6 separate regions of the Mus musculus genome follow, and all the other regions are linked to region 3. The links are chromatin contacts, called in public HiChIP or PLAC-seq and promoter capture Hi-C maps. All regions are on one chromosome and are shown on one strand. The core of a region is the stretch at or near the end of the contact, and the rest is flanking DNA. Distances in the headings are between cores, read along the strand shown. Region 1 holds the start of Nppa (natriuretic peptide type A). Region 2 holds the start of Pex14 (peroxisomal biogenesis factor 14). Region 3 holds the start of Exosc10 (exosome component 10). Region 4 holds the start of Pgd (phosphogluconate dehydrogenase). Region 5 holds the start of Mthfr (methylenetetrahydrofolate reductase). Region 6 holds the start of Plod1 (procollagen-lysine, 2-oxoglutarate 5-dioxygenase 1).

Region 1 (3,751 bases), core at 1,137-3,636, 560 kb after region 3:
CTGTCTGCTCCTGGCCTTGCTGCCCCTCAACAGGTGTGCACGATACTACTCGGGTTATCCTCCCCATTTTTATATAACATGCCCAGTACAGGTTAGGGACACAAGTACACAGGCACACGCACATGCGTGCGCACACACAGACACACACAAGCACACAGGGGGGTTAGCAAACCATATCCTATTGGAGCTATAAGATGACCTGAGTGATCTCAGAGAAGAAGCAGTGTTCACTATGAGCCCTGAATGTGTTCTCTGCTTAGAGCAGTGCCTTTCACAAGCTGGTATAAAAACACTGCACCTTAGCCAGACTTGGTAATGTAGCAAGGCAGGTCTCCTAGAGTCTGAGGCCAGCCAAAGCTACATAAACTAAAAGTAAATAAGGTACTGCATGTTTCCTGGTGGTTCTCTCCTCCACGCAACGTACAAGTTGAAGCTCCACAGTCCTGTGTTAGGGAGATTGTGGCTATTTTCAAATGCCTCTGGCTCCCTGAGTTTGATCTCCAGCACCGAGTGATACACGTGGATAGGTGGTGACGCAGCAGTGGGGTAGCCCACAAATCGTTTGAACTGGCCACCCATCAGCCTGTAAACCTTCCTCCTCTCAGCTGCTTAACCCACCCTCCATTCACACTTGCCCATACTCAGAGAGTGAAATTCACATGGTCACAGCAGCTGGCACTCTGTAACAGATCTGGGCAGTTTCTGGTTCTCTAAATGCCCCTTAAAGCCACCCAGGCTCTAACCAGAAAGGAATGCTTGAAACTTCTGAGCAGAGATGTCATTACCTGTCCTCAGGAAAAGGTGTGTTCGTGTTCCCTTTTCATGAATTAAAAATAAATGCCCTTTTCAGCCTGGGTGGACTTTCCCGGGTTCTGTGATGGAGGCAGAGCATTTTGAGGACTATGACGTGAGGCTCCCCCCCCACACACACACACACAGCAAGAAGAGGGAGGGAAGGAGGGAGAAATGAGGGATCAAGGCTGGGGAGAGCAAAGAACTGAGGGCAGAAGCCAAAGAAGCACATCAGGGCCTCGGCGTCTGTCCTTGGTGCTGAAGTTTATTCTTTTTTTTTTTTTCCAACTGCTTTCTGAAAAGGGTGAGGATCTACCTTAATATGCAGAGTGGGAGAGGCAAGACCCCACTAGACCACTCATCTACATTTAACATCGATCGTGATAGATGAAGGCAGGAAGCCGCAGCTCCAGGAGGGTGTTCACCACGCCACAGTGGCAATGTGACCAAGCTGCGTGACACACCACAAGGGCTTAGGATCTTTTGCGATCTGCTCAAGCAGAATCGACTGCCTTTTCCTCCTTGGCTGTTATCTTCGGTACTACAAAGAGAAAAATATACTGGCTTGATGATCTGCCTTTACTGGGCTAAATTGTTCCACTTGAACAGCGATCAACTATTTCCCACAAGCCACAGTCTAGCCTCTGTGATTAAACCGGCAAGCAAGGCACTGGTAAGCATTAATGAGGCAGTCTTGGCCCTGTATTCTAACTCCCCAGTGCTTGTGGCTCAGACCCTGCAGCAGCTGTTGTCATTGTCTTGAAACTCAAGGGACACCCATCGTAGTGAGGAAGAACTCACAGAGAAAATGATACATGCATCAGGCTCTCAGCTGCCAAAGATGCTCCCTGGTAGTGTCCCTTGGCAAGGTTTGAGCCCTAACAAGACCCCACCTGACCTCTATCCCATTTCCATCCACAGCTCCTCTTACCCGGAAGCTGTTGCAGCCTAGTCCACTCTGGGCTCCAATCCTGTCAATCCTACCCCCGAAGCAGCTGGATCTTCGTAGGCTCCGAGGGCCAGCGAGCAGAGCCCTCAGTTTGCTTTTCAAGAGGGCAGATCTATCGGAGGGGTCCCAGGGGCTGCGCCCTAGAGCACTGCCGTCTCTCAGAGGTGGGTTGACCTCCCCAGTCCAGGGAGGCACCTCGGGGAGGGAGCTAAGTGCGGCCCCTGCTTCCTCAGTCTGCTCACTCAGGGCCTGCGGGGGCATGACCTCATCTTCTACCGGCATCTTCTCCTCCAGGTGGTCTAGCAGGTTCTTTATAAAGGCAAAATAAATACAGAGAAAGGGGACGTCTCAGGAATGGACCCAGTACCAAAGAGACCCTGGTCCCAGTCTGTGTCCCACTTCCTGGCCCTACCTTGAAATCCATCAGATCTGTGTTGGACACCGCACTGTACACAGGATTTGCTCCAATATGGCCTGGAAGCCAAAAGGCCAAGACGAGGAAGAAGCCCAGGGTGATGGAGAAGGAGCCCATGCTGGCGTGGGTCGGGGCACGATCTGATGTTTGCTGTCTCTGCCCACTCTGGTTTCTTTCTCTCTCTCTCTCAGCTTTTGTCCGTCACTGTCTCCTAGCTGCCAGCATCTCCCGTTTTTATAGCCCCCCAGCTCTTTGAGAAGGCAGGGGGGCTAGAACCCTCCCCATTCTGTCACTTGCAGCGATAAAGCGATGGAGTGAGGAGCCAGCAGAAGATGCCCTTTTAAAGTTATCAGTTCGGCAAAGCTTGTCACGGCCCCTTTGCCTTGAGCAGCTCCACTCACCCCCCTCCCCCAGACCCTCAGCTGCAAGAGTCACATTCTTGCTGATTTGCCTCAAGAGGCCCCCACTTCAAAGGTGTGAGAGGAGCAGAAAAGAGTCCTTGGTTATCTTCCTGGGCGCTCGCCTCAGGATTCTTTCTCCCTGGCAACAGGACCCATGCAGGGAAGCAGAGGGTGACGGCTGGCCTGCACCCAGCTCCCCCTGCTTGCTGCTCAGCTGTCAGGGGCTCCAAATAAGGGCGGGAGAGGAGGCAATGACAGGCAGCTGGGAGGCCAGCTAGGCTGGCCAGGGAGTACACATGCTGGAGCTAGCTTCACACCTGATTCATCGGCCTCGTGGGTGGACCTCTGGCCCCAGACAGCCCACCCCCACCCTAGATGTCCCTGTTAGCAGTCAGGTGAAAGAGCTATTATTTTTTTTTTAGAGTATGAAGTCAGCCAGGAAGCCAACATGATACAGGCTCTAAAGAATTCAGCTACACGTGTAAACACCAAGGGATGTTAGAAGAGCATATTTCCTCTAAAGTTTATTTTTACTGCCTCCCAAGACTCGTGTCCAAGGTGCCAACAGGATGGGTTTGGAGGATGAAACCACTTTTCTTCTTTCCAAAGCCCAGACTCTGAGCATGAAATATGTGGTGGTCCCACCCTTCCCAGGGAAATAGAAGGAGGAGGTAAGGGATTGAGGGGGGGACACATACACCATTCTCCATAATGTCCTTCATGACCTTTGAGACCAAGGAAGTGAGCCATGAATTCTTCTGGCAGCCTCAGGAGCATGAGCAGGCAGTCCACCTTTAACAAGTGGTCTCCACACCCCAGTGTAGCCATTTTCGACATATGTATGCTTTGTGTGTGTGATAAGTGTGTGCATTTTCTGCTGCTCTCTGCTTTCTGACCGTCTTAATGGGCTATTGGAAGACTTCCACGCCCATTGACCCTGTGGCTGCCTGGTGGAGTTGTCATGTGGCTGGAAGTCACAAGAGGTGTCTGCGGTGATGTTTTCTCTAAGATAGAAAAAGAGAGCCCTTTGAGAAAGCTGGGGGTTGTAGGCAACCAATTTGGGTTGGCCAATCTCTCCTTGAAGTCTGAAATCTGTGCAAGTTCACACTGTCGCCTCCGGATGAGTCCCTGGGATGCGCTCACTGCTTAATTGTGTGCCTGGGGATTATTATTAGCAGAGAGGACTAGGCGAGC
Region 2 (3,692 bases), core at 881-3,380, 540 kb before region 3:
AACCGGAAATGATGTTGACCAACCGGTTATTTTTCTCTTGTTATATCGCCTTGTCTTTGGTTTATAAGAAAGTAACTTTGAAATGAAAAAGAATCCTCTTTCTTTTTTTGTACTTCTGGCTATAAGATCAACCTTTTCTGTTCTGCTCAGTGGGAACACTCAACAGTATCTTATAGAATGGAGCGGTGCCTGGTTACAGAATTGAAAATAAATAGAAATGGGAATTAAGAAAATGTGTCTCTTGGCAAGAAAGAATGATAAGATCGCAAGTCAGAAAGTAAAGGGAACCATGAATCACAGAGCTGATTCATTACTGCCTGGCAATATATTCATCCCTCCTGGCTGTGATACAAGTCTGGTTTGTTGTTGTTGTTGTTGTTTTATTGCTCCAGTGTTTAACATGAAAAGAATTGGCACTGGGGGTGTGGGTCATTGGTAGAGCATTTGCTTAGCACACAAGGACTAGCATCATATACATACAAAATAGTGATGTTGGTGGTGGTCGGGTGGTGATATTAAGGTTAAAGAGCAGGGCATACTGGTACACTTATAATCCCAGAACTCTGGAGGCAGAAGCAGGGGATCTTGAATTTGAGCCAGCTTGGACTACACAGTGAGACTCTGTCTCAAAAACCTAAAGCAACACATCTAACAATTCAGCTACCATAATGATGGTTCACAGACTGCTCCTCTCTCCTCAAATGTCCCCAGTTCTCAAAGTCTGGGTGTTCCAGTCTTCTGCCTGTATAAATTTTTTTTTTTAATTTAAAAAACAAACCAACCAACCAACGGGAACCTTACATAGTCTAGATTGGCCTTGAACTCAGCATATAGCCCATGTGCTGTGGTCACAGTTGTGCACCACTGTACCACGTAGTCATTGTGCTGGAGCCCAGGTTTTATGCATGTGTTACCAACTAAGCTATATCCCCATCTTGAGATGTCAGTTCTAATACAGAGGAGAGGCAGCCTGAGAAAGCACTATTGTGCACATGGATTTCTTATTTATTTATTTGTGGTTGCTGGGATTTGAACTCAGGACCTCTGGAAGAGCAGTCAGTGCTCTTAACCACTGAACCATCTCTCCAGCCCCAACACATGGGTTTCTTAAGACAGAGCTGCAGAACGCATGGTGGCGATCGCCTTTAATCCCAGCACTTGGGAGGCAGAGGCAGGCAAATTTTCGAGGCTAGCCTGGTCTACAGAGTGAGTTCCAGGACAGCCAAGGCTACGACAGAGTTTTGAAAAACCAAAAAAAAAAAAAAAAAAAAAAAAAGAAAAAGAGAGAGAGAGAGCGAGCTGCAGAGTGTTGTTGGAGTTTATGAACGCTTCTGAGAAACAGTAGGTACTTAACGAATACTAGTGTACCGAATGGCTACACTATTTTTTTTTTTTGGCTTTTTTTTTTTTTTTTTTTTTTTTTTCCGAGACAGGGTTTCTCTGTTGTAGCCTTGTCTGTCCTGGAACTCTCTCTATAGACCAGGCTGGCCTCGAACTCAGAAATCCGCCTGCTTCTGCCTCCCAAGTGCTGGGATTAAAGGCGTGCATCACCAGTGCCCGGTCGAATGGCTAAATTTTAACTTACATTTTCATGTGTTTATTAAATAAGTAGTCCCTAAATGTGCCCACGATGTTATGAGAATAGGGAGAGATTTACTTCAAGAATAAAAATGTGTGGCGCACGCCTGTTATCTCAGCACCTCGAGGTGGAGGCAGGAGGATCAGAAGTTCATCTAGGGCTACATAGAAAGTTTGAGGCTACTTTGAATTACGTGAGGCCTTGTCTAGAAAACAAAAACAAACAAGTCTAAACATACAAACATGTAAATTTATTTTAAAAAGAGGGTGAACCTGGTGGGTGATGTGGGGAGAGTAGGGGGAGAAAATTAGGAGTAGATGTGCCTAAACCACAGCGTTTATACATCAACAATGTAAAACAACAACAACAAGAGATATTCTATTTTTTTAAAAAGAATTTGAACTATGGATTTTCCTGTAAACTGCAAGATAACCGGGACACCAGTCTCACTCAATCCTTTTTGCCGGGAACCCGCCCCCATCGACATGCTCGGGACCTTCTACTTTGGTCTAGTCGGGAGAACTAGTGCAAGCGCTCTTGGGAGAAACTTGGGCCAGCGGCGGTCGACTAGTCAGGCCTGAGGAAGATGGCGTCGTCGGAGCAGGCAGAGCAGCCGAACCAGGTGAGGGGAGTGGGACTGCCCCGTCGCGACTGTCAGGGGTCGCGGCTGGGGCGCCGCTGGGCGCGCGGCAGGCAGTGGGGCGGCGACCCTGACGCCTTGAAGCGGAGGACCCCCGATTTAGTGTTTTCTCTGGGCCCCGCCCCTCTCCGGTCCTCCCGGCCCGGCTCCTCCCCCGGTGACCCCGCTCTCACCACAGTCCCGGGTCGGGGTCTCGACCGGGTCTCAGGCCCTGGCTTCCCGCTCGGCGACCCCTCGGAGCCCTCTGGGCTTGGTCAGGAAGGGTGGCGGGCTCCGGTTAGGTCCTCAGCACACAGCTGCAGGGCCCTGCTGGAGGAGAGAGAGGTGGGGAAGGCTCGTTGGTACCCGGCTGTCCCCTGTCGGGAGGGGCCTGGCGACTCCCGCTCCCACGGCCTCAGCCCCCAAAGTGCCAGCATCTGGGGCTTCATTCACCATGGGGCTTTCTTTCCTTTTCAAGTTGGGGCGCCGCTCTGAGGACTCCTTCCCTCCCAGTGCGTTAGTAGAAAGGGGACGTACTTTAAATAACAGACGCCACTGAGCTTTAGCTGAGGATCCAACCCTCGCTTGGCTGGGTTTGGTTGTCTTAGCCAAGGACTCCCCTCCGAGTTCTTCACCTGCAGATTTAACCAAATCCCGCTTCGCTTGTGGGACAGTGAGGGCCACTGTTGATGCTTGGGCTGCCTGGAAGTCGTGCTGATATGGCCTCGGAAGGGGTTTCTAAGCCAAAGGCGGAGTGGGATGTGGAGAGGGTTTTACCACCAGTGTGCTGGCAGGCAGAGGGCAAGTTATGTTTACTTTTGATTTTTTGTTTATTTTTGTGTACATGTGCGCAGCATGGTGCTGGTGGGAGGCAGAGGACAACTTTGCCGGAAACGGTTCCCCCCTCCGTCCGCCATGTGGATCTCAGATGGAACTCAGGTCCTCAGGCTTAGCAGCAACGCCTTTTGCCTGCTCAGCCTTCTCTTTGGCCCCAGGGCAGTGCTGCTTATCTTAAGTCTCTCTTCTCTTAGTAAAGTGCAGAAGTGGGTAGCAAGGTTTTGTAGCGAGCCCTAAATCACGTGCACCGCCGGGCCTTGATTTCAGCTCCCGAAGAAGTGTCTCTGCTCTCTGGCTATCTTATGTTTCAATGTGATTAGGATAGACCTAGGAGGAGCAATATTTTTAGCCTGGGAAGCTCATCATTCATTTGTCAACATCTTGAAGCACCTTAAAGAGTTTTAAACCACTTACAGATATTTCCCTTCCTTCCTAGGCAGAGGACTACTACTTAGAGTCTTACTGCCTTTCTACTTGTGATAAGTCGATTAGGGGGAATCACACTTAAAGGCGCTGGACACTCAGATCAGCCTCTGTTAGTGGTGTGAGTGATTCAGGAGGAATGTGTGTGCTGTAAGGCATGGGAAACAATTAGGACCAACTCTGGACTCTGCAGTGTCTGAAAGAGGGACCTTCCTTTCTTGTGGTATCCCACCT
Region 3 (4,003 bases), core at 67-2,566:
TCAGCCATCTCTCCAGCCCCTCTTTCTTTCAATCAACGTAATAAACTTACCACTGCAGTAACCTGTCTCCTTGTGTCTCACAGAATGCCTGGAAGGCAGGGAAACTTCTGTAAAAATCATACTCGTCACCGAACTGTGGCAGGCCCCCGGATGCCTTGGTAACTGCCACTACCGACCCAAGTGCAAACTGAAAATCCAGAGAAAAAGACACATTTTAGACACGGATTCCTGTCCATTCAACAGAAATAAATAAAAAAAAAAAACCTCACAAGAGCTGGAGAGACTCAGTGTTAAAAGAGCGCTTAGCACTTCTCTTACAGGACCTGGGTTAGGATGGGCTCAGACATACAGAGATCCGCCTGCCTCTGCCTCCCAAGTGCTGGGATTAAAGGTGTGCACCACTCCCACCCCACTCAGATGACCATTTTATATCCAGTGCTTTCGATAAGACTGTTGTGAGGTAGTTAAGGGTAAACAATCAGAAGCAGCTGTCGTTGATAAATAATGGGTCACAGACCCACCAATACCCTGCCTGCTTACATTATGATTCATAACGGTAGCAAAATTACTGTTACAAATTAGCGACGAAAATAATATATTTTTTTAAACTAACAAGAGGATCGCAATTTACTTTGAAGTTAATGTCTACATAGATTGCTTGCAGCAAGGCCATCAATGAAAATGATCTTACGGTTGGGGGACCCCGGCAGATGGGAGGTGTGAAGGCCTAATGACAGCATCATGAATTTTGTGAACAAAGACTTTAAATAAATTAAAAAAAAAAAAACTCTATGCTCCTTCTCAAGAGGTCCTTTGACACTTGGAGAGGCTTGATGTCACCCGTGACGGGGGACAGTCAACCCACGAGATTGGGGTAACGGACGTCAGGGCAGCAGCGGGGTGAGCAATGGGAGGGAGCGTCTCCCAGCTGTCGGGCCCCTCGGGAGAGGTAGTGACAAGGACGCCCCTCCGAGGCCGCGGACACGGCTCGACACGCGAAGCCACACGCGCTCACACCGGAAGCGCGGAGCCCTCCTCTCCCGCTCTCCGTGCGCGCCGTCAGGCCGCCGTGACGGGCGCCGGAAGCCCGTAGCCTCAGACCCGTTTCCGGCCAGAACAGGGGGCTCCTGGGGAGCCCCAGGGCCCGCGAACTCACCTTTACGAAGCTGTCTGCATCGGGGAAGCCAGGCAGTACCATCTCCGCGTCAGGCTTGGTCGCACTGGTCGCCGGCGCGGACTGATGCTCCCGGGGACTGGGAGGCGCCATTTTTCCGTCCTAGGGCGGCTCTTCTCGCGAGATTGTTCCGGCTGCCCGAGGCGGGCGTAACACGCATGCGCGCGGTTAAATCCTCCCCCCACCCCTCACCAAGTAGCGTAGCTTTGTGGGTCTTGCCTTAACGATGGGGAAATTTAGGCTTTTCTTTGATTTCACGCTGTATCCTAACAAACCTGTGGCCTCGCCTGAGAACTGGAGGGAGGGTACAATCAAAATCACATTTAAAGCTAGCTCTTCACCTCCGATCCGCCTGCCTCATCCACTCAAGTGCTGGGATTAAAGACGTGCAAAACCACGTTAGGATTGGGTTTTTCCAATTTGTTTAAAACATTGGGCGAGGGAGGGAAGGGAGGTTTTGAAGCAGTTAAGAACACTCGCTGTTTTTTTTTAAAGAGGACCACAGCACGCAGGCTTGAAGTTCATGACCACTTGTAACTCCAGTTCCAAGGGAGCAGATGACTTCAACTGGCTGACATGGGCACCCATACACATACATACATGTGCCATACTGATAAAGTGACACGCCTATGTGTGTGTGTGTGTATGTATGTATGTATGTATGTATGTATGTATGTATGTATGTATTCTCGTTTATTATGACAGGGTTTTCTGTGTAGTCCTGAAACTCAAGAGACCCATGGTTGCCTGTCTAGTGCTGGAATGTAATGGTGTTAGCTCCTGTGCCTGTTAGTCAGTGGCTCACCACTGAGTTTAATCCAAAGCCCAATAACAGAATTTACAAAATGATGAACAGAAAGCCAGTCATACACATATATGCTTTTAAAATTCTGATGTCATTTATTGGCACAAAATTTACTCAGATACAACGTGGTGTCTAGATGTGGCTTTACTTTATACTTTGTGTATTTAGTTGGATATTTACTTTGCTTATAACTCACAACCTGCTCTAGTGTGTCCCTCTGTGATCAGCATTTATGTTCTGAGTCCCTGCTGCAAATACAGCATATCCCTCCCTCACTGAACACAGTAGAGCCAGTGTGGCCCCGCATGGAGATCCTTGGCACACCTGCTCATGCCCGGTGGCCAGGCTTCTGAACAAATGTCCTCCTGGAAGGGCAGGTCTTGTGAGTTTCAGCATCGTGGGGTCAGGCGGAAGACAGACTCTCTTAGCCATGTTGGCCCATCCTGCAAATGTCGCCACTGCATCCAGGGACGGGTGAGGTAACAGGATAGTGGAGTGCCGACCTCTGTGTCCTTGCCGTTGGAGCCCCTGGTTGAGAGGACCAACTGGATTATTCTGTCAGCAATGTTTATGATGAGTTTTCTTGTAAGTTAAGTCAAAACCCGTATTTCTCAGTTACCCATCTTCTGTTCTCCCAAAATCCAAGGCTTGGCTTCTGAAGGATTACTGTGTTTCACTGTCCTGGGAACTGAATCAAGCCTTGTGTTTCTGACAGTGTCTTTTCAACAGCAGCTAGGAGGTTGGCGGAAGCCAACTTTGAATATACAGTAGTTCTTTTCATATACATTTCAAAATATTTAACAAGTCCAACTGTCTGTCCATGGTTTTAGTCCACTGGAAGCACAGACAAGGTACTAAAGCCTGGGAGGAGACGACGTGGTTTTCCAGGCCTCAGTTACCAGAAGGGACACCTAGGAAGGTGACAGAAAGGGGACGGTCAGTCAGAGCCCCGTGGGACTCAGTCAGTATCACTAGTCAAGGGCTAACGGGCCTGAGCTCCCAGAGATCTCTCTGCCCAGACTCGATTACAGGATTACCAATCTTCTTCTTCCCTTTTTCTCTCTAGTCATTGCTCTGACTCTTCCTGTGCCCTTCTACATCTCAGGAGTGACAACAAAAATCTAAAGCCACCACAGAAAGTCACACACCTGCCCATTCTAAACTGTAGCTCTGAAGCAGCTGTGACTTCCAGATACAGATCACAGCTCTCAGTTTCCCGTTAGACAAGGAGCATTCTCAGATATTTTTGAGACATGGTTTCACCACTATAGCCTTGGCTGTACTGAAACTTCGAGTTTTGCCTGCCTCTGCGTGCCCAGTGCTGGGGAGTAAGGGCATGCCCACCATGCCTGGCTGAGGAGGCTCCTCTGCAGGCTCACTCACCAGCCAATGTAGCACTGGCAGAGGTTCTCGTGAGATGTTGCCTGCTTGATAAGCAGCTCCACTTGGGTTGGAACATCCAAAGTGTCATCATGAGAGAAATCCCGACCTAGGAAGCAGAAAGACTGTCATCTGCACTTGGCAACAACACAGCCCATGTTCTTGTTTGGCTCAGCTAGAGCAGGAAGGACAGACCACATCTGCAGTGAGAAATTCACCTCTGTGTCATCTGCAGGCACACTGATCTCTTAATATAGACCCAGTTCTAAGATGTGCCTAATAGCGCTGTTCCGAAATCAGATTTGAGGCGTGAACAAGGTCATTTAGCTTGAACCCCACAAATTTTCATCAGTGTTTCTACTGGACAGTTAAGATCTTGTCCCCACACAGGCTCAGCAGCCTAACTAGCCAATAGAGCTTCTTTGATAATATGCTTTTTTTTTTTTTAAAGCCAAATTCATTTACTGTTGGTAATCAATAGCCCAGACTCCCAAATATCTAAACTTCGTCGACTAAAGATAATGCACGGTATGATTATGCATTTCTATTTGATTTTTTTTTTAATTATTTTATTTATTTAGTCCCCCCTCCCAGAGTCCTCTGCATGTCATTCTTGCTCAGGGGCCATGCTAATCCTCTCTGTA
Region 4 (3,823 bases), core at 541-3,040, 610 kb before region 3:
AACTACCAGATTCTTGGACTTCCCATCCATAGTTGCCCATTGTTGGGTTAGTTGGACTATAGACTGTAAGTCACTCCAATAATTTCCCTTAATATATAGAGACATTCCATAAGCTCTGTGACTCTAGAGAACCCTGACTAATATAGAAGTTCAAGATTCAACACCACAGCAAATTTAAAAACCACAGCCAAGGCTGTGGACTGAGATCTTGTCTTTTTTTTTTTTTTTTTTTTTCTGGTTTTTCTGGAAGCTCGTCCACCCCCGAGCCTTGTACCTGATAAGACAATGGGCTGACTCTTAAGACTCTTCCAGGAGCTCTTACCTAGTACTCCCTTGTTCCCACCCTTGTTTTGGAAATAATGGTCTAACCAGCTCAGAGTTGGGATAAATGTGTGTTGGTTATAGGGGGCTGGAGGAGTAGGGACATTAGGCATTTATCAGAAACAGATACAGACACAGAGAGAAACAGAAAGTCACTTAGGGCCAGGCAAGGGATATAGCTCAGTGGCAAAGCACTTGTCTAGAATGCTCAAAACCTACGATTTGATTCGTAGTACTGGAGTGAGGGAAAAAAATTCAAGAAGCTGGTGCAAGCCAGTCTTTTCATTTACCATCAAGCGTTATGTCTATGTGCTGTGTGCAAAACTTACAAAAGATAAAAGGAATTCATTGAAGGACATGATAGCCACTCCTAGAGAGAGAGTAGGCAATGGAAAGAACCTGAACCTAGCCAGGCGTGGTAGTACATGCCTTTAATCCCAGCACTCCGGAGGCAGAGGCAGGCGGATTTCTGAGTTCGAGGCTAGCCTGGTCTACTGAGTGAGTTCCAGGACAGGCAGGGCTACACAGAGAAAAAATCCCGCCCCCCGAAAAAAAAAAAAAAAAAAAAAAAAAAAAAGAAAAGAAAAAAGAAAGCAGCGCACCAACACCTGAGTCTGAATGGAAAAGTAAATTGAAACTAAAAGTGTCTGACCAGCGGGCGAAACAGCACCCCAGACCTCCAGCGCCGGAAACTGTAGTGGGGCTGAGGAAATGGTAGAGAAGAGTGCTTGTGTTCCGCTACAAGCACAAGGAAGAACTCACTTCCAGTCTTGCCTCCCCGAGTATCGGCCACGCACGAGGTACACGGACATACATGCAGGCAAACCAATACACAAAAAATAAATAATTATGAAACCACCCCCCCAAAACCCCTCAAGCCTCTCCTCCGCTTCGTTTTCTCTTTCTGTGCGAGTGGGCGCACGCGCCACTGCTGCACGTGGAGGTCAGATGCCAACTTTGCGGAGTGGGTTCCACTTCCACCCGCTTGGCTCTTTACTTGCTGACCGTCTCGTCTTAGTTTGCACCGCTGTTTCTTGACCTGCAAAAATGGTACACACTGAGGTTCCCACAGATAGGACAGACTTGACTCCTGCCTCAGAGTTGAGGGACAGTGAAGGGAAGCAGCAGCCATGGATCAAAAACGCCAGTGGGCTTGGTAAGGGCTGCACCAAGCCCTTAATGTCTTCTCTTTCACGCCGAGCTGCAGACCCGAGCTTCCGCACGAGCGGGAGGCATCGTGCAAGGTCCCGCTAGAACACTTAGAAGAAGCCCTTTAAACGCTCCTAGAACACTTAGAAGAAGCCCTTTAAACGCTCCTCTCCAGCTCGAGGTGCCATCGACTGCTCGGCGCTCTACAGATCTGGGCCCCGGGGGTGGGCGGGTCCGTTTGCCCTCAGGTGGTATAACAGGCGCCGCAGAGACCCAATAGCGTGGGGCATCGGCCCACCCCTGTCTTCTGATTGGCCAGCGTCTCTGTAAGCCTCTCGAGGCGCCGGGAGCCGGACTTCACTGTACTTGCCTCGGAGCGCTCGGTCCTTCGCGTTTCTTCCTCCTCGACTCTGCTTCGTCTGCCTCCGCCATGGCCCAGTGAGTGACCGACACGCGCAGTCGGGCCCGGGAGACTTCCGGGGCTGAGCGTGGTGATGGCGGGGCTCTGCTCAGTTGTCTCCCTGTTCTCCTCAGCCCCGGTGGTCGCCTGGGTCTCCTCGCGCAGCCCTGACCCCTGCACCTCAGGGTCCCCGCCATGGCCAGCGCAAGCTCCGCCACCCCTTCGTGGGAGCTTGCGGCTGCGACGGGCTCGCGGGGAAGGAAGGCCGCGCTGGGTCGGGGACGGCCCACGCCCCTTGTGCTGGCCAGGCCATAAGGAACGACGGGCAGGGCCAGGGGCAGGGCATGGGTGGCTTCGTGTGCCCGGACGCCCTTTAGAAGGAACTTCCATGGAACTGTGGGGTGCAGGGTGCGGTCGATCCTAGGTGCATGGTGTGAGCCGAGAAGGGTGCAGGCTGCCAGTCCTAATAAAAGCCACTAAGTAACACTAATATCCTTTCTTTGTGTTTGCTTTATTGTTTTTTTTTTTTTTTGTCATTTCAGAGCTGACATTGCACTGATCGGACTGGCTGTCATGGGCCAGAACTTAATTTTGAACATGAATGATCATGGATTTGTGGTAAGTAGTGAGGACACGTTGCCTTCCCGCTGAGAGCTGTGATTTGTTTTTCAGAGATCCCAAGGCATCACTCAGTAAGCACTGTTTGGTGTCTTTGTAGAAGAATTTCTGCTTTAGTCGTGCTCCCTCTGTAGTTAAGGGAAGAGCCTCCTTGGATAGAAATAAATATAAAAGCAGTGGTTCTCAACATTATGATTTATAACACTAGCAAATTACAGTTATTGCGTAGTTATGAAAATAGTTTTATGATTGGGGGTCATCACAACACGAGGGGCTATATTAAAGGGTCGCAGCGTTAGGAAGGTTGAAAACCATAGATGTAAAGGGACCCAGATCTTGGAAGCTGTAGCTAGGAAAACTTGGGGTACATGGAGATTGTTTTTCTTTGTAGACAGCAGCTTGTCTCACAGTGTTGTCACACTGGAGTCTCAGGGCCCTCTCATCTCAGCTTTCTGAGTCCAGGGTCAGAGGATCCTCCTGCCTGTGGGCTCTGAATGTTCTTTCTAAATAGTAGCATGGCTTAGACACCAGGATTACCAGGGACAAAGGACCCAGGTAGTAGTGACAGGCTCAACCTGATAAGCAACAAGTGGCAACCGCCTTTCCCTGGGCTCTCTGCTGTGACTGGACTTTGCAGAGATTGCCTAGCACTTAAAAAGAAAAGGCAGGTCAGCTCTCGCTAGACCTTGGACAGAGTAGACGTTTCTCTGTTGCTGCATCTACCACCCGAGGGTCATGTGTGTGCCAGATCCTCTGACAGGCCTTTTGTCCTTCCAGGTCTGTGCTTTCAATAGGACAGTCTCCAAAGTCGATGACTTCTTGGCCAACGAGGCGAAGGGCACCAAGGTGGTTGGTGCACAGTCCTTAAAGGACATGGTCTCCAAACTAAAGAAGCCCCGCCGGGTCATCCTGCTTGTGAAGGCCGGGCAAGCCGTGGATGATTTCATCGAGAAATTAGTAAGGCCAGCTCGGTTCTCGGATGCCGCCCGCAAATCCCTCTAACTGTCTCACTTCTGAGATGGTGGTCTTCAGTGTCTGAGTACAGACTGATGGGTTCTGATAAAGTGCTTGAGTGTTTCAGGCTTGGTTGCCTTGACAGGCACTTATGGAATAGTATTTTTGTTTTGTTTGTTCTTAGTTTTTCAAGACAGGGTTTCTCTGTATAGCCTAGGCCTTCCTGGAACTCACTTTGTAGACCAGGCGGCTCAGACTCATAGAGATCCCCCTGCCTCTGCTTCCTGAGTGCTGGGATTGAAGGTGCGTGCCATCACCGCCAAGTTGTGTTCTCTGTAGAGAGGGGTTTTTTGTTGTTTTTTTGTTTGTTTGTTTGTTTTT
Region 5 (3,609 bases), core at 60-2,559, 520 kb after region 3:
TCCCACTTCTGTTCTGACCTAAAACTGCCAGGTTCTCATGGAGAGTGAGAAAGGCCTTCAAAGGCCTTCCTCCTCCACCCAAGGGAAATGCCTCGTTTTCACTGCTGGAACAAAACCGGAGGAGCTGACTCAGGCACAGCAAACCGCTCCAAGGTTTAAGCATTTTTGTTTTTTTTTCTGGTTTTTCGAGACAGGGTTTTTCTGTAGAGCCCTGGATGTCTTGGAACTCACTTTGTAGACCAGGCTGGCCTCAAACTCAGAAATCCGCCTGCCTCTGCCTCCTGAGTGTTGGGATTAAAGGCGTGCGCCATCACACCCGGCTCGGTTTAAGCATTTCTAACAGTTCCCACCCCCTATCCATTATTAGTTGAGCTCCCAAATCACACAAGGATGAGCCTGTGAACCGACAAATTTGTTTACCCTTCTACTGTCCAGTCCCCTGCCTGTGACTGGACCAGAAAGACCAGTCTCAGGCGTGGCATCGCCAGTGCCTGGCAGAGTAGTAAAACAGGCAGTACTCACTGGGCTCAAAACTGCCAAGACCTCCACACCAATCTCAAAATGCCTCGCTGCCACCTACTGATCATTTAAATAAGACTGACAAACACTGAGCCCACCACTCCCGGAAGAGTTGTGATAGATGCATGTGAACTGCAGGATGCTATGGACACCTGGGCGTTGAAACTAATGGTCGGTCCACTCTTCCTTTCCAGATGCTGTCAGGGAGATGGGTTTAAGAGACTATGGCAACCAGGCATGACAACGCACATATTTAATCTCAGCTCGCAGGAGGCAATGGATCTCGGAGTTCGAGGCCTGATCTACAGAGAGTTTCAGAACAGCTAGGGCTACACAGAGAATCTGTCGCGAAAACCAAACCAAACCAAACAAAATCCCAGAGAGCGAGCGAGAGAGCTAGACAGACAGACACTATGGCAGGCAGCCACCATGGCCTGAGGGATGGTAATCGGGTCACCTGGTCAATGGGTCACAGGCCGTGGCGGGGATGCGGGTCCCAGAAGGCTGCAGGGTCTGGATCACTGCCCCAGATCCAGGATTCCTTTAACTTTGAGATACCTTCCTGCAGGTAGTGGGGCTGGGGTGACAGCCTCCATGAGTATTCATAGGCCCTAAGGAGCCTTCACGTGCAAAGGGCCGGCCAGCACCTAACCGCCTGCCCACAGGTCTAGCTTGCGGTGGTGTGTTCCCGACTCTGCGAATCTATCCGCAGCGTCCCAAGCCTTTTGCGTTACCTCTTGCGTCAGATCGGTGGCGGCGAGGGTGCCACCTCCCTAGGGCTGGCGAAGAAGGCGGGGCGGAGCTGTCGGTTGCTAAGGGAAACAGGACGAGCGGCAGGCGGAAGCCACATCTACGAGACGAGACGACGGCCGGAAGTCCCGCCCCAACATGGCCGCGCCCAGAGGTCTCAGGGGAAGCCAGCCAAGTACTGCGTCATGTGACGCGAGCCCTCGCCCCACCCGTCTGCAGCCACTCCCTGTCTCCGGACCCAGAGCTCGAGAGGGCCACGTGACCCTCCCGGGGCCAGTCACGTGAGGCGCGGATCCTGGGTGGGAGGGGGGTTGGCCTAGGTGGTCCGGAGCGGCAGCAAAGGAGGAAGATGGCGGGGTGCAGGGGGTCCGTGTGCTGCTGCTGCCGGTGGTGTTGCTGCTGCGGTGAACGGGAGAGCCGCACCCCCGAGGAGCTGGTGAGCGGCTGCCTGGCTGGGGAAGGGGTGGCTACGGAGGGATGACAGGATGACAAGAGGCGTTGCCGGGGGTGGGGCCGCGCCGGACCGCGCCTGCAGGTGGCAGCGGGTGGGGCCCGGAGACCGCTGCCTGGGCTCGGGAAGCATCCAGCTTACCTCCGCGTGCCCCAGCCAGAGTTCTGTTCTATAACCTCTCTCTGGACTCCGAGGGAGGGCCTCGGCCAGCTTGAATTAATGCCGTCCATATTCTCTTTGAGTTTTGAACGAAGCAAGCATTGTAGAATGAGCCCTTGCGCGGGACGTGACGCCCATGCCGTTGGTGTAGTTTCTCTGGCCTGTTCTTATTCTCTACCCTTCACTCTTTCTGGGTCACTGGTGATCCAGCTTCCCCGTGCAAAGCAAGCTGGGAAAACTTGAGTTGTGTTCTCAGAATTGATTCATTCCCCCCGATTCCGTAGTCAGTCTATTGTCAAATGAAACACGAATTTTCTCCTCCAACGAAGCTGCCATCAGACATCTTTCAGGTGTCCTGAAGGTGAGCATTACGATTTAAAGAATTCGCCGATCAATAGAAATGTAGAGCTCATGGTTTTGAAACATTGTTCCTCTTTGAAGATGGCTCTAGCTAATTTCGATTTTAATAATACTACCCTCCTTGTACCCTTAACCCATTAAAAGATCTCCATTCTGTGAATCTGTTTTTCTAGACCATCCTTGGGGAGACACAGGAAGAAGAGGATGAGATTCTTCCAAGGAAAGACTATGAGGTGAGGTGTTCCAGATGCTGTCCTGGGTAACTGGTGTAGTGAGAGGACTGAGTGCTTCAGGCCTCCAACCAGAGATGCTCTTTGACCCTCTGCCTCAGGGAATGGGGGAGATGACTGCCTAGCAAGTCCTTAACCTGGTCCCACAGTCTGGTGGTGATGCATTCCAGTTCTGCCTGGATATAGAGCGTGTTTGCCATTAAACCTTCCAGGGACCCAGGGTCGAAGCTCTTCCCTGTGAGTGCTCAAAACAGTCTCTCTCGTGAGCTGTGAGGAGACCTTGCCTCTCTCTCTTCTGCCCTATTCTGGATTATAGTTTCCAGTTTCAGATATGAAACTTTGAAGAGTGTGGGGCCACATGTTGTGGTTCCTTTTAGTTTGCCACTGGACTTGGGAGGCTGAGATGGGAAGAGCTCTTCTGGAGACTCACAAAGGCTGCTCCATCAATCCTATCCCAACCTCTTATTTTTTGAAAAAGATTTATTTATTTAATTAATGTATATGAGTATACTGTAGCTGTCTTCGGACACGGATTCCTATTACAGATGGTCATAAGCCACCATGTGGTTGCTGGGAGTTGAACTCAGGACCTCTGCAAGAGCAGTCAGTGCTCTTAACTGCTGAGCCATCTCTCCAGCCTCCCTATCCAACATTTTTGTTTCCCTATCCAACCTTTTGAGTAACTCTGTCACACCCATTTGTAGCTCGCTTGCCTTAGGCTGATAGAATGTTCATGTGAATTTTTTTTTTTTTTTAGATTTATTTATTTATTATATGTAAGTACACTGTAGCTGTCTTCAGACACTCCAGAAGAGGGCATCAGATTTCGTTACAGATGGTTGTGAGCCACCATGTGGTTGCTGGGATTTGAACTAGGGACCTTCAGAAGAGCAGTCGGCGCTCTTAACCACTGAGCCATCTCGACAGCCCCTCATGTGAATTTTTTTATGGATTAGTGATTTTACACTCAAATCTTTAATGTTTCCCATTTAGCCATCTCCACATACAAGTTTGTGGGAAGCTGTTTGTTTTATGCTGTTTTGTTTATTTATTTATTTTTTCTTTTTGAGACAGGGTTTCTCTGTGTATCCCTGGCTGTTCTGGAATTCACTCTGTAGACCAGGCTGGCCTCAAACTCAG
Region 6 (3,640 bases), core at 198-2,697, 620 kb after region 3:
TTGCTGCTGGATAGCCCTGGGCCTCTCTTCTACCATCTGTGAGAGTGTGAGTTGACCTCTGCACAATGAGGTGGACGCCCATTTTTCCAGCCTGTTCTTATTTCCCAGAAAGGACACGTGGTTCTTCAATTGTACAAGTATTGTACATCTTTCTCAAGAAAAAGAGAAACAAGAAAAGAAGAACGATTCCCAATAATATGACCTAGAAACGCTGCATAAGTTATGAACATGTTTATTCCACAACTTGGAAATAATCATTGCAAACATTGGTCTGTAAGTTTCCTGTGTTGGGGGTGGGTGTGTGTTGTTGAGGTCTCACACAGTCCACACTAGCCTCAAGCTATATGGTCACTAGCTCTACGGCTGAGCATGTCTTGAACTCCTGATCCTGCTATGCCTCCTGAGTGCTGGGATTCCAGCTCGCTTTGACACCTTCTTCCTCCCTTCTCTGACTGAGTCTGGCTGTGCAGCTCAGGCTGGCTTTGGACAATGGAGCTCTTCTACCTCCTGAGTGCTAGGATTTGGGCAGACCCCACCCTACCCCACCCAACCTTGTTTTGACCTATCTGCTAGGCAGAGGATCTATCTTTAACAATGAGTCATACTGAAGAGAAAACCTTTCCCACTTAGCATCCTGTAGATGCCTGTTTCCTTTGTGAAAGACCAAATCTCCCTAACTCCCTGATTTCGTCAAGCCCCTCCTCCCCCGCCCTCCCGAACCCTGCCCTAGGATCTAATCTGTGGGACTGAGATTCCAGGGTCCCTGTTTGAGCTCTCTTCTACGGCTTGACAGATTTTGTCTAAATGTAGATGTGCTTGGCTCACATCTGGACCAGGAACCCTTGCTCCAGAAACTTTTGACCTTCTTTTACTTTGTCTGTGAATGGCACTGAAAATTTTCACTCCATCCACTTAGCCCTCATTCATCCATCCACTCACTCACCCATCCATCCATCTGGCCCCCCATCATCCATCTATCCAGCCAGCCAGCCACTTACCCATCCATCCACCTATACCGCCATCCAACCATCCACTCACTCACCCACTTACACACCCACTTATCCATCCATCTAATACCCCCCCCCCACCATCACCACACACACACACATCCATCCCATAATTAACCGCTGCAATTTCCTTGACTACTTTCTGATTTCCTTCCAGGGAGCGGAAAGTTGAATTAAGTGATTCTCTTTTGGGAGCTGGGGCTAGACTTTATATATATATTCCCACCATCGCGGTGCAGATGATATTAAGTCTCCTCTTCTAGACATCAAGGCCTCGCCCTCCTCGCCCACTTGGAGAGAAGCGGGGGAGGGAGAGCATGGACGGTCCGGCATCGGGACCCAGGGGGCACAACGACCTGCCCCAAGTCTGGAGGACCTAGAAGCCTAAGCAGGAAAACCCTTCCCCGAGGCGGGCGGAGGCGTGCGCGGCACCGCCCCCGGGGCGGGCTCAGTGCGTGGCAGCGCCCGCCGGCCCCGTCGCGAAGTTTCCAGTTCAGCTTCTGTCTCAGTGCCGGCGGGTTGTTCCCGAGACTCCGCTATGCGGTCCCTGCTGCTCCTGGCCCCGTTGGCCTGGCTTCTTCTGGTCCAGGCGAAGGATGACGCCAAGCTAGAGGGTGAGGACGCGGCGGCGGAGCTGTGCCTGGCCGTCTGTCTCGCCGAGGACCGGGGTGTCCAGGCGACCTGGGCTGGAAGGGGGGGAGCCGGGGAGCTGGGTTGCGGTCATCTGTCCACTTGCCCGCGGGTGACTCCGGTAGATCACTTCCTCTCATGGGGTCGGGATTCCTAGGTTTGTGCTGCGGGCAGAGGAGGGGACAGCCGAAGTACACTCTCCCCTTGCGCGCCCCCTACCCTCATTTGGCGCTCAGAGGAGTCCATGATCACAATTCCCATAATAAGTAGCAAGACTCCCGTTTATCGTACACGATCTGCTGCAGCCTGGCCTCACTAGTTAAGCACCAGTTAAATACGTTTGCTGGAAGTGTTTTCTTATGTTAACCCCGTTTTCCAGCTTTACAAACTGAGGCTCCAAATCAGCCGCATTCTCCAGGGCATCCTGTTTTCTTCCACCCATGTTGCTGGAGACATGGGAGTTGGCCTGAACATGGTGGGTGGTAGGAATGTGGAGGGCTCCGGTGGGTGAGCCCTGTTGGTAAGAGCACTTGCCTAGCTCGCATGCAGCCCAGGGTTTGGTCCCCAGCGCTGCATAAACTAAACATAGTTGTGCATGCTTATAACCCCAGTACTCAGGGAGGTTGAAGCAGGGTTATCAGAAGTCCAAGGTCATCCTCAACTACACGAAGGGTTAAAGTCAGTCTAGACTACATGAGACCCTGACCAAAAAGGAAAGAAAGGAAGAAAAAAAAAAAAAAAAAAAAAAGGAAAGGAAAAGAACCTGGCTTTGAAACCCATGTGCTGGGAGCCACAGGTTTTTGCATGCCTGCTCCGTCTTCCATCTGTGCTCAGTTATACATAGGGTCACACGCCTTTCGCGTTGGTGATGCACAGTTTTTGAGAAGCTTGGTATTTTAGACTCCAACACAGAGTGGCAAGACCTCATTTCTAGAGATCACAAGAGATTCCTCAAATAAGACCAGCCCCTGAGTCCCCTTAAAGTCAAGGCTCTGGGCATTTTCTCTCCAAGCTCAGAGCAGCTAGGTTTGTTGTTGTTGTTGTTTTGGGGTTTTTTTGTTTGTTTGTTTGTTTTGGTAGGGTCTAATCTAGCATCAAAGGAAGATAGATAAGAGACTCTGATAAGTCCCGACTACAGAGTTGGTAATGTGTGCAAAGGCCCACCTAGTGGCAGGAACCTGGAGCCCAGTGGCAGCCATTTTTTCTCCATTTCACTTTCTCCTGCTTCTGCTGATGCGTGCTCGGATACTCCAGACCATCCCAGTTCCAAGAGCCTCAGTTGCCCTCTAGGAAGCCCAGAACTCAGCTCCCGCTCTGTGCCAAGAATGGAGGCGTCACCGGCAGACACTGTGTTCCACACTTCAGACACTCATTTGGGTCTTCACATTAATCTCTGAAAGGGGGCTCCTTCATCCATGGTTCCTATGGTGGAGTTCAGGAAGGCTAAATTCCTTGCTGAGCCAACTGTTCGTAACACTCTGCTCTTCCACCATGCCTCTTTCATCTCTGCTGACTGGGGTCATAGTTTGTCCATCTGGGGACATCATTACTGGACTTTGGGCAGCAGGAGGGGAAGGCTGAGCTTTCAGGTGGCCAGGCCCATGTGGCCCTGGTGGCTGTTGAGGTTGGGTGGGGGTGGGGCGAGGGGGTAGGGTGGGGGTGCTATCCTGGTGGAACCCATACCTCCTGTTGATACTTTGTGGGTGGCCCAGAGCTCTGATGGGCTTGATGGTGGACTGGAGAGGGTACCTGCATGGGTGGAGACTGGAGAAGCCCCAGTGGTTCTGGATTCTATCTCCAGTCAGCTGTTCTACCATGCTGGGTGCTGTAGTGGATCAGGGGTATGAACGTGGCTGGGTGTGGTGGTGGATGCGCACCTTTGACCCCAGAACTCGGGAAGCAGGGGCAGGGGCAGGGGCATCTCTATGAGTTTGATGCTAGCCTGGTCTACAGAGTGAATTCCTGGACAGCCAAGGCACTTTCTGGCCTATGATATTCTTCCT

The links. Promoter capture Hi-C pulls out the DNA fragments that hold promoters and counts their contacts. HiChIP or PLAC-seq counts read pairs in DNA pulled down with a chosen protein or histone mark.
Region 1: a contact with region 3 is called in an H3K27ac HiChIP or PLAC-seq map of embryonic stem cells, with 4 times the contacts expected there. The contact joins the promoter of Nppa here to the promoter of Exosc10 in region 3. A contact is called at or near these places in 2 of 484 Hi-C or Micro-C datasets (both in embryonic stem cells), 1 of 115 datasets of contacts at active chromatin or transcription factors (embryonic stem cells) and 2 of 9 other capture datasets (embryonic stem cells and liver).
Region 2: a contact with region 3 is called in an H3K4me3 HiChIP or PLAC-seq map of embryonic forebrain, with 5 times the contacts expected there. The contact joins the promoter of Pex14 here to the promoter of Exosc10 in region 3. A contact is called at or near these places in 4 of 39 promoter capture datasets (embryonic stem cells, frontonasal cranial neural crest, hippocampal neurons and 1 more) and 6 of 115 datasets of contacts at active chromatin or transcription factors (astrocytes, embryonic basal ganglia, embryonic forebrain and 3 more).
Region 4: a contact with region 3 is called in an H3K4me3 HiChIP or PLAC-seq map of embryonic forebrain, with 4 times the contacts expected there. The contact joins the promoter of Pgd here to the promoter of Exosc10 in region 3. A contact is called at or near these places in 1 of 115 datasets of contacts at active chromatin or transcription factors (embryonic forebrain) and 1 of 9 other capture datasets (adipose tissue).
Region 5: a contact with region 3 is called in an H3K4me3 HiChIP or PLAC-seq map of embryonic stem cells, with 3 times the contacts expected there. The contact joins the promoter of Mthfr here to the promoter of Exosc10 in region 3. A contact is called at or near these places in 1 of 39 promoter capture datasets (embryonic stem cells), 2 of 484 Hi-C or Micro-C datasets (double positive thymocytes and embryonic stem cells), 4 of 115 datasets of contacts at active chromatin or transcription factors (bone marrow-derived macrophages, embryonic stem cells and epiblast stem cells) and 1 of 9 other capture datasets (embryonic stem cells).
Region 6: a contact with region 3 is called in a promoter capture Hi-C map of liver, with 2.0 times the contacts expected there. The contact joins the promoter of Plod1 here to the promoter of Exosc10 in region 3.

What each region holds. Positions count from the first base shown.
Region 1 is chr4:147,999,357-148,003,107 of GRCm38.p6, reverse strand. Nppa (natriuretic peptide type A) reads right to left here and starts at 2,386. Exons shown (of 3, transcript NM_008725.3): 1 at 2,154-2,386; 2 at 1,724-2,050; 3 at 1,034-1,333. The coding sequence starts at 2,273. The coding sequence ends at 1,322.
Region 2 is chr4:149,098,281-149,101,972 of GRCm38.p6, reverse strand. Pex14 (peroxisomal biogenesis factor 14) reads left to right here and starts at 2,130. Exons shown (of 9, transcript NM_019781.3): 1 at 2,130-2,201. The coding sequence starts at 2,166. Gm46722 (a long non-coding RNA gene) reads right to left here. Exons shown (of 3, transcript XR_003955172.1): 1 at 2,834-3,692; 2 at 2,393-2,528; 3 at 2,195-2,296.
Region 3 is chr4:148,555,732-148,559,734 of GRCm38.p6, reverse strand. Exosc10 (exosome component 10) reads right to left here and starts at 1,316. Exons shown (of 25, transcript NM_016699.3): 1 at 1,157-1,316; 2 at 51-187. The coding sequence starts at 1,267. Mtor (mechanistic target of rapamycin kinase) reads right to left here. Exons shown (of 58, transcript NM_020009.2): 57 at 3,363-3,468; 58 at 2,050-2,890. The coding sequence ends at 2,875. It also overlaps the pseudogene Gm23318.
Region 4 is chr4:149,164,672-149,168,494 of GRCm38.p6, reverse strand. It overlaps Pgd (phosphogluconate dehydrogenase), which reads left to right and starts at 1,790. Exons shown (of 13, transcript NM_001081274.2): 1 at 1,790-1,908; 2 at 2,413-2,488; 3 at 3,266-3,445. The coding sequence starts at 1,901.
Region 5 is chr4:148,036,777-148,040,385 of GRCm38.p6, reverse strand. Mthfr (methylenetetrahydrofolate reductase) reads right to left here and starts at 1,309. Exons shown (of 12, transcript NM_010840.3): 1 at 1,254-1,309. Clcn6 (chloride channel, voltage-sensitive 6) reads left to right here and starts at 1,573. Exons shown (of 23, transcript NM_011929.3): 1 at 1,573-1,705; 2 at 2,413-2,472. The coding sequence starts at 1,619. RefSeq lists promoters at 1-968, 1,221-1,410, 1,221-1,859.
Region 6 is chr4:147,934,583-147,938,222 of GRCm38.p6, reverse strand. It overlaps Plod1 (procollagen-lysine, 2-oxoglutarate 5-dioxygenase 1), which reads left to right and starts at 1,447. Exons shown (of 19, transcript NM_011122.3): 1 at 1,447-1,621. The coding sequence starts at 1,546.